2 separate regions of the Mus musculus genome follow, and region 1 is linked to region 2. A link is a contact called in public HiChIP or PLAC-seq data. All regions are on one chromosome and are shown on one strand. The core of a region is the stretch at or near the end of the contact, and the rest is flanking DNA. Distances in the headings are between cores, read along the strand shown.

Region 1 (2,700 bases), core at 169-2,668, 170 kb after region 2:
CTTAACTGCTGAGTCATCTCTCCAGCCCAAAATTCTATGATCTTAATCTTTCTCCTTCACTGATTTACAGAAAAATTAGACAAAATCCATAATAGCCAAAATCTCAGGATGGACGCACAAGGCTTGAATAAGACCGACTGCCTCAGCCTAACTGATGCATATCACTATGCTGAGTGAGTGGATGAGACAACTCTCCTGGTGGCATGGGACTGTAACCCCAGCACATAGGAGTCTAAGGCTGGAGGACTGCCAGTTCAAGGCCAGCTGAGAACTTCGTACGACTCTATCTCATAAAACCTGAACAGAGTTGGTAAGACTGCTCCATGAGTAAACTGAACTGGCAAGCCTGACCCCCTGGATTCAATCCTTTGGCTACAGAAGGTAGGAGGAGAGAACCAACTTCTACAAGGTGTCCTCTGACCTCTATTCACATGCCATCACACACACGTGCCATCACACACACACATGTCATTGCATACACATGTCATTGCACACACATGCCATTGCATATGCCCACACACATGCTATTGCATATGCCCACACATATGCCACTGCACATGTTCACACACATGGCATTGCATATGCCCACACACATGCTATTGCATATGCCCACACATATGCCACTGCACATGCCCACACACATGCCATTGCATATGCCCACACATATGCCATTGCACATGCCCACACACATGCCATTACACACACACATGCCTGTATATTCTCTCAACAAACAAACAAAATGTATACATACACACACACACCCCTGAATGTGTGAATTAATTCAATGAACGTGTAGATAAAGCACTTCCCTAACAAGCATCTCTCAGGGCACAAAACATAGTTTACCACTGATTTAAAGATCAACAAATAAGTTTTGGCCTCTCTTCGGTCTCACTGCAGAAGGAAGATGTGGAGGGACTATCACTGTTTGGAATGCATTGTGTTAAGATGCACTCATCATGCCACCTTCAGAAGTCTGCCCTTGGCTTTCCTGCCAATCACAAGAGAAAGGACATGAGTGAGATCTGTCAAGGCAACGTGCTACCAGGATGGATGGAAGACCACATGCCTCCTGTGAAGAGAACAGTGCGCCGACTCAAGAGAGCAGCTTTGCTGCCTCCAACCCATGCTGAGAGCACCAAACAAACTCACACAGTAAATATTCTGCTTCCCCAAAAAGTCACTTATAAATTTCTGAAACATGCAAAAAACTCAGAAATAGGCTGGCACTTAAATTCTCACTTGCTTTTCCAAAGGGCATCAAAAGCAATTAAACGGAAAGAAAGGTTTGATCTATGAATAAAGCTGCAGAAACAATGTCCATATGGAGAAAAAGTAAATCTGGTCCTTAATGCCACTCACCAAAGTAAGTCTGAATGAATCATCAGTACAAACATAAACGCTGGAGTCATTTGGTGCTTTAGTGGGAAACATGAAGATGGGAACATGCTTGTGACTCAGGAAGAGAAGGGCTTTATACTGGTTACAGAAAACGATTATTACGTTTCACCAAAATTTAAAACTTTTGTTCATCACCAGCTATCACTAAAATAGCAAGAGCCCTAATCGGAGAAAATATTCACAAGTTGCATATAACGCCAAAAAGAATACCTCTAACAAAGGAGTGGTTCCAATTGGCCTTTGAGTAAATACTTCATAAAGGCAGGAACAAATATGGAGTCATCAAAACCAAACAAATGCTCACTGTGGTTAATTATCAAAGAAATGGAAATTTAAAGTACAATTGAGTTGTTACTACAACCCCTCAAAAATGGCTAAAATTATATACACTGGCTCCCATGGTCAAGGCTGACTCATGGAACCCTGACTGGGACAGGGAGGGAAGGACAGACACTTATAGTAAAGGGATTCATTTGAGTGGGAGTTTTGCCACCTGCCACAATCTGAAATAGCATGAGTTGATTGTGTAAGGCAGATGGAGGGCAGCCAGTCTCGGTAGAAGGGCTCTGTAGGTGAACAGTCTCAGGCTGTATGCAGCTGGGAGTGGAAAGCTGTAGTTGCTAGTCTGTACTTACACTGATTAATTCATCATGAACACACAGACTCCCACGAAAAGGTCTTTCTCTTGACCCTGGACCATATGGGCAATGGCTTTGCTAATTTCCCATGGTTCCAAAGCTTTGGAGTCCTTGACATGGCTTCATCCCTGTTGACATTGACATAGAACTTCAGTCAGTCAGGGATTCCTGCACTGCCTACAACAGGCATGAACTAACCAGGACTCAATGGTGAGTTCACGGGTGCACAAAGGATTTACAAACTGCACATTCCATATTCATATTTCACATTCACATTCCACCTCTATACCTCCAAGGTACTTACCCACAAGAAATAAAAGCACATATGCACAAAAAGACTTGTCTAAGACCATGTAGAGAGTCTATACTGTGACACTCAGTATCTACCACTCATTTGGTAGAGTCCCTGGGAAATCACTGCTGTGTTCCTCTGGGTATATCTGGGAAGACATTTCCATACTCAGGTAAACCTTGAGAGCTCTGAACTAACAAACACATCACTCCTTAATGGACTCTAAAAATAACAGCATTATTGATGGACTCTAAAGATAATGGCGTTATTTAGAAGTATGAAAAGGTAGGGGATGGGACCCAATTGAAGGATACAGGTCAGTACCTCCCTGGCATCTTCCTTCATCTTGTTTTTCTCTGCTTTCTGTCC
Region 2 (2,700 bases), core at 157-2,656:
AACAAACAAACAGACCACACAATAATTCAAATGGTTCTATTCTGGGATAGTTGGGAAATTGTCATCTCAGATGGGAGATTTTGGAAGGCAAAAGACCTAAGTAAGATGGACAGACTGGATTCTGGGGTGAAAGCCAAAGCCAAGGCGGCTGTGCATCTATGGCAAATCCACTAACCCCACAGACAGGAGAGCTCCCCCTCCCTCCCTTCCCCAGCCAGATGCACAGAAGGAAACTGGGACTTGGCTCTGCGGTCCCTGCATGGTCAGGTGAGCCCTGGCGACAGGCTCCAAGGACAACTTTGCTTTTGCACTGCAGGCCAAGAAAACTCTGGGATGGAATGTAAATGAACTCCACCCGAGAAGCTATGGCTTGCTTTGTTTTTTATTTTTTACTGGGTCCCAAAACTTCAGCATGAGCGTGAGCAGTACAGCTCGCCACCTGGGACTGTGAAGCCTTCGGGTCAGCACTGGGAGACAGCCACACAGGTGGTGGGCTCAGGAGCTGGACGCCAAGGGGAGGCGAGCAGCCAGCTTCTGCCCTTATCTTTTGCTTCTTGGTAGCTGAGGGTTTAGTGACCTTACTTTTAGGCCACAATTTCTCAGTTGCTCATTAATCACGCCTCACTGACTTCTTCATCTGATAGCAGGTAGGTCAGGATCATTATCCAACTTTGGAAGACAGAGAAAGGGACAAAGCAGAGTGATTTGTTCAGTTATGATAACAAGGTGGAATAAAACAAACCAGCCACTTCTCTTCCTCATGTAGCCCAAGTTGCCTCCAAACTTATTAAGTGGCTGAAGATGACATTGAACTTGCCTCTGAAAGTAGAGATAACAGGCCTGGGTCCTGGCGCGCTCTCTCTCTCTCTCTCTCTCTCTCTTTCTCTCTCTCTCCCTCCCTCCCTCCTTCCTCCCTTTCCTCTCTCTCTCAACCTCTCTCTCCTTCCTTTCTTCCTTTCCTTTCTCTCTCTTTCTCACTCTCTCTCCTTCCTTTCCTTTCATTTCTCTCTCCTTCCTTCCTTCCTTCCCTCTCTCTCTTTTCTTTTCTTTCTTAAAAACAAAATTAGAAATTCTTCAACTTTTCTCTCCCCTAGCCCTTCTGTCCTGGCACTAAATCTGCTTCCATAAGAAGAGTACCGGTGTCCTGGTGTGAGGCAAAGCTTAAAGACAAATGATCGGTTACACTGGGGTGTGTCCTTGGGTGTATACACAGGTGTGCCCACCTGGAGCCACATCTAAGTGAGGTGACACCCTTCCCCCCAGCCCCCCCCCCCCAAAACATATGATCCTGTCATTTATAACAAATTTCCACCCGGGTCCCTTGACCAGAGAGGCCAACAGAGGAGCTGCGGGAGAGCCAGTCTGAAGGAGGCCTGGGGTGCTGTCTCTGAAGGTATGCCAGGAATGTTAATGGTATGCCTGAGTGGCGGGCTTCAGAGATCCGGCTTGGCCTGAGAACTGTTCTTGCGGCCATCTGTTGTGGCCTAGAAGTCTCATAGCAACGGTGGTGTCTCAAGAATGGAGCCCCCCCTCTTTGTAAATTAAAATTAACTAACACAAAACCCAAAATTGCTCCACTGCCCAAGAAGAATCAGGACAGGATTCAGATTCTTTCTGCAGAATGATGAGCGTTTCAGGAAGAAAAGCCCCCGCATCCTTAAATTCTGTTCTTTAAATGAGCAATTTGTACTTGCTTTTGAGGTCTTCATTTTTCCTCCCCAGGGGCAGAATGCTTTGCTTTTTTTTTTTTTAAGAAGGAAGTTTAAAACTAGTTGCTCGAAGCTGTGAGCAAAATAATTGGCAAAACTAAAAATATTGTTTGATTAAAAAAAAATGGTCAGAGTGTTGTGATTTCCTGGCATTTGTTGTTCTTCATAACCCAGTCAGCAGCTGAATGCCTCCCCACCCGCTTTGTAACAATATGAGCTTCTTAGCCTGGCCCTTTAATAGATGAAATGAACTTCAACAGATTAATTGTATTGTGACAGTATATGTGCCCAAGGAGGGAATTTCTTGAATCCGGGCAACTGTGGACCTCAGAAGGGAAAGAAGTAGTGGTTGCAGTTTAACATGTGCGCTGTCTCTGCTTTTGTCTCACTAGGGAAACCACTTTCAGGCCAATGTGTCAGATATCTGTAACTGGAGTTACAGACAGTTGTGAGCTGCCGTGTGGGTGCTGGGAATTGAACCCAGGTCCTCTGGAAGAGAGCAGCTAGTGCTCTTAACCACTGAGCCATCTCTCCAGCTCTCTGAGTATACACGTTTTTGAACACAGGGACATGTGCATCACTAAGTTGACTCCTGAAGTATGTTTATTCAGGTTCAGTGTCCACCCCTGATGGTTTAGGGCAGTCCCACTAAATCCCACGAAAAGGCACTGGCTGAGTTTTGTTTTCTGGAATGTAGGTTTCTAACGAAGGCAGGTTCTCTGTGAAAGGCATGTTCCCTTGCCTACTCTGGCCCTTCTCTCTTGTGTAAAATTTAAGCAGCGAATATTTATGGAGCGACGCGACTGCCACGTGTCCCGTTGTCTTTCTGTCTACTGGATTTAGAGTTGTGAGCACAAGTGACCATTCTGGTCAAGGATCACAGATAATGAACAACAACAACAACAACAACCATTCAGTTGTGCTGATGGGTTTGAAAGTAGTCATTTCTGCAGGGAAACAGAAGCAAAAATAGAACATATATATTCTATTC

Evidence for each region. HiChIP or PLAC-seq counts read pairs in DNA pulled down with a chosen protein or histone mark.
Region 1: a contact with region 2 is called in a FOXA1 HiChIP or PLAC-seq map of pancreatic cancer cells. The contact joins two enhancer-like sites. A contact is called at or near these places in 1 of 39 promoter capture datasets (embryonic stem cells), 2 of 484 Hi-C or Micro-C datasets (both in embryonic stem cells), 1 of 115 datasets of contacts at active chromatin or transcription factors (pancreatic cancer cells) and 1 of 9 other capture datasets (adipose tissue).

Annotation. Positions count from the first base shown.
Region 1 is chr5:92,979,188-92,981,887 of GRCm38.p6, forward strand. No RefSeq gene overlaps it. Among named protein-coding and RNA genes, the nearest start is that of Gm36764, 29 kb to the right of the region's middle. Within about 2 kb of position 1,419, at least 10 of the 459 cell types and tissues checked have an H3K27ac peak or open chromatin away from gene starts, as enhancers often do. A contact at or near this core is called in pancreatic cancer cells, where this site is marked.
Region 2 is chr5:92,811,680-92,814,379 of GRCm38.p6, forward strand. All of the region lies in intron 2 of Shroom3 (shroom family member 3), which reads left to right. Among named protein-coding and RNA genes, the nearest start is that of Mir1961, 24 kb to the left of the region's middle. Within about 2 kb of position 1,407, at least 87 of the 459 cell types and tissues checked have an H3K27ac peak or open chromatin away from gene starts, as enhancers often do. A contact at or near this core is called in pancreatic cancer cells, where this site is marked.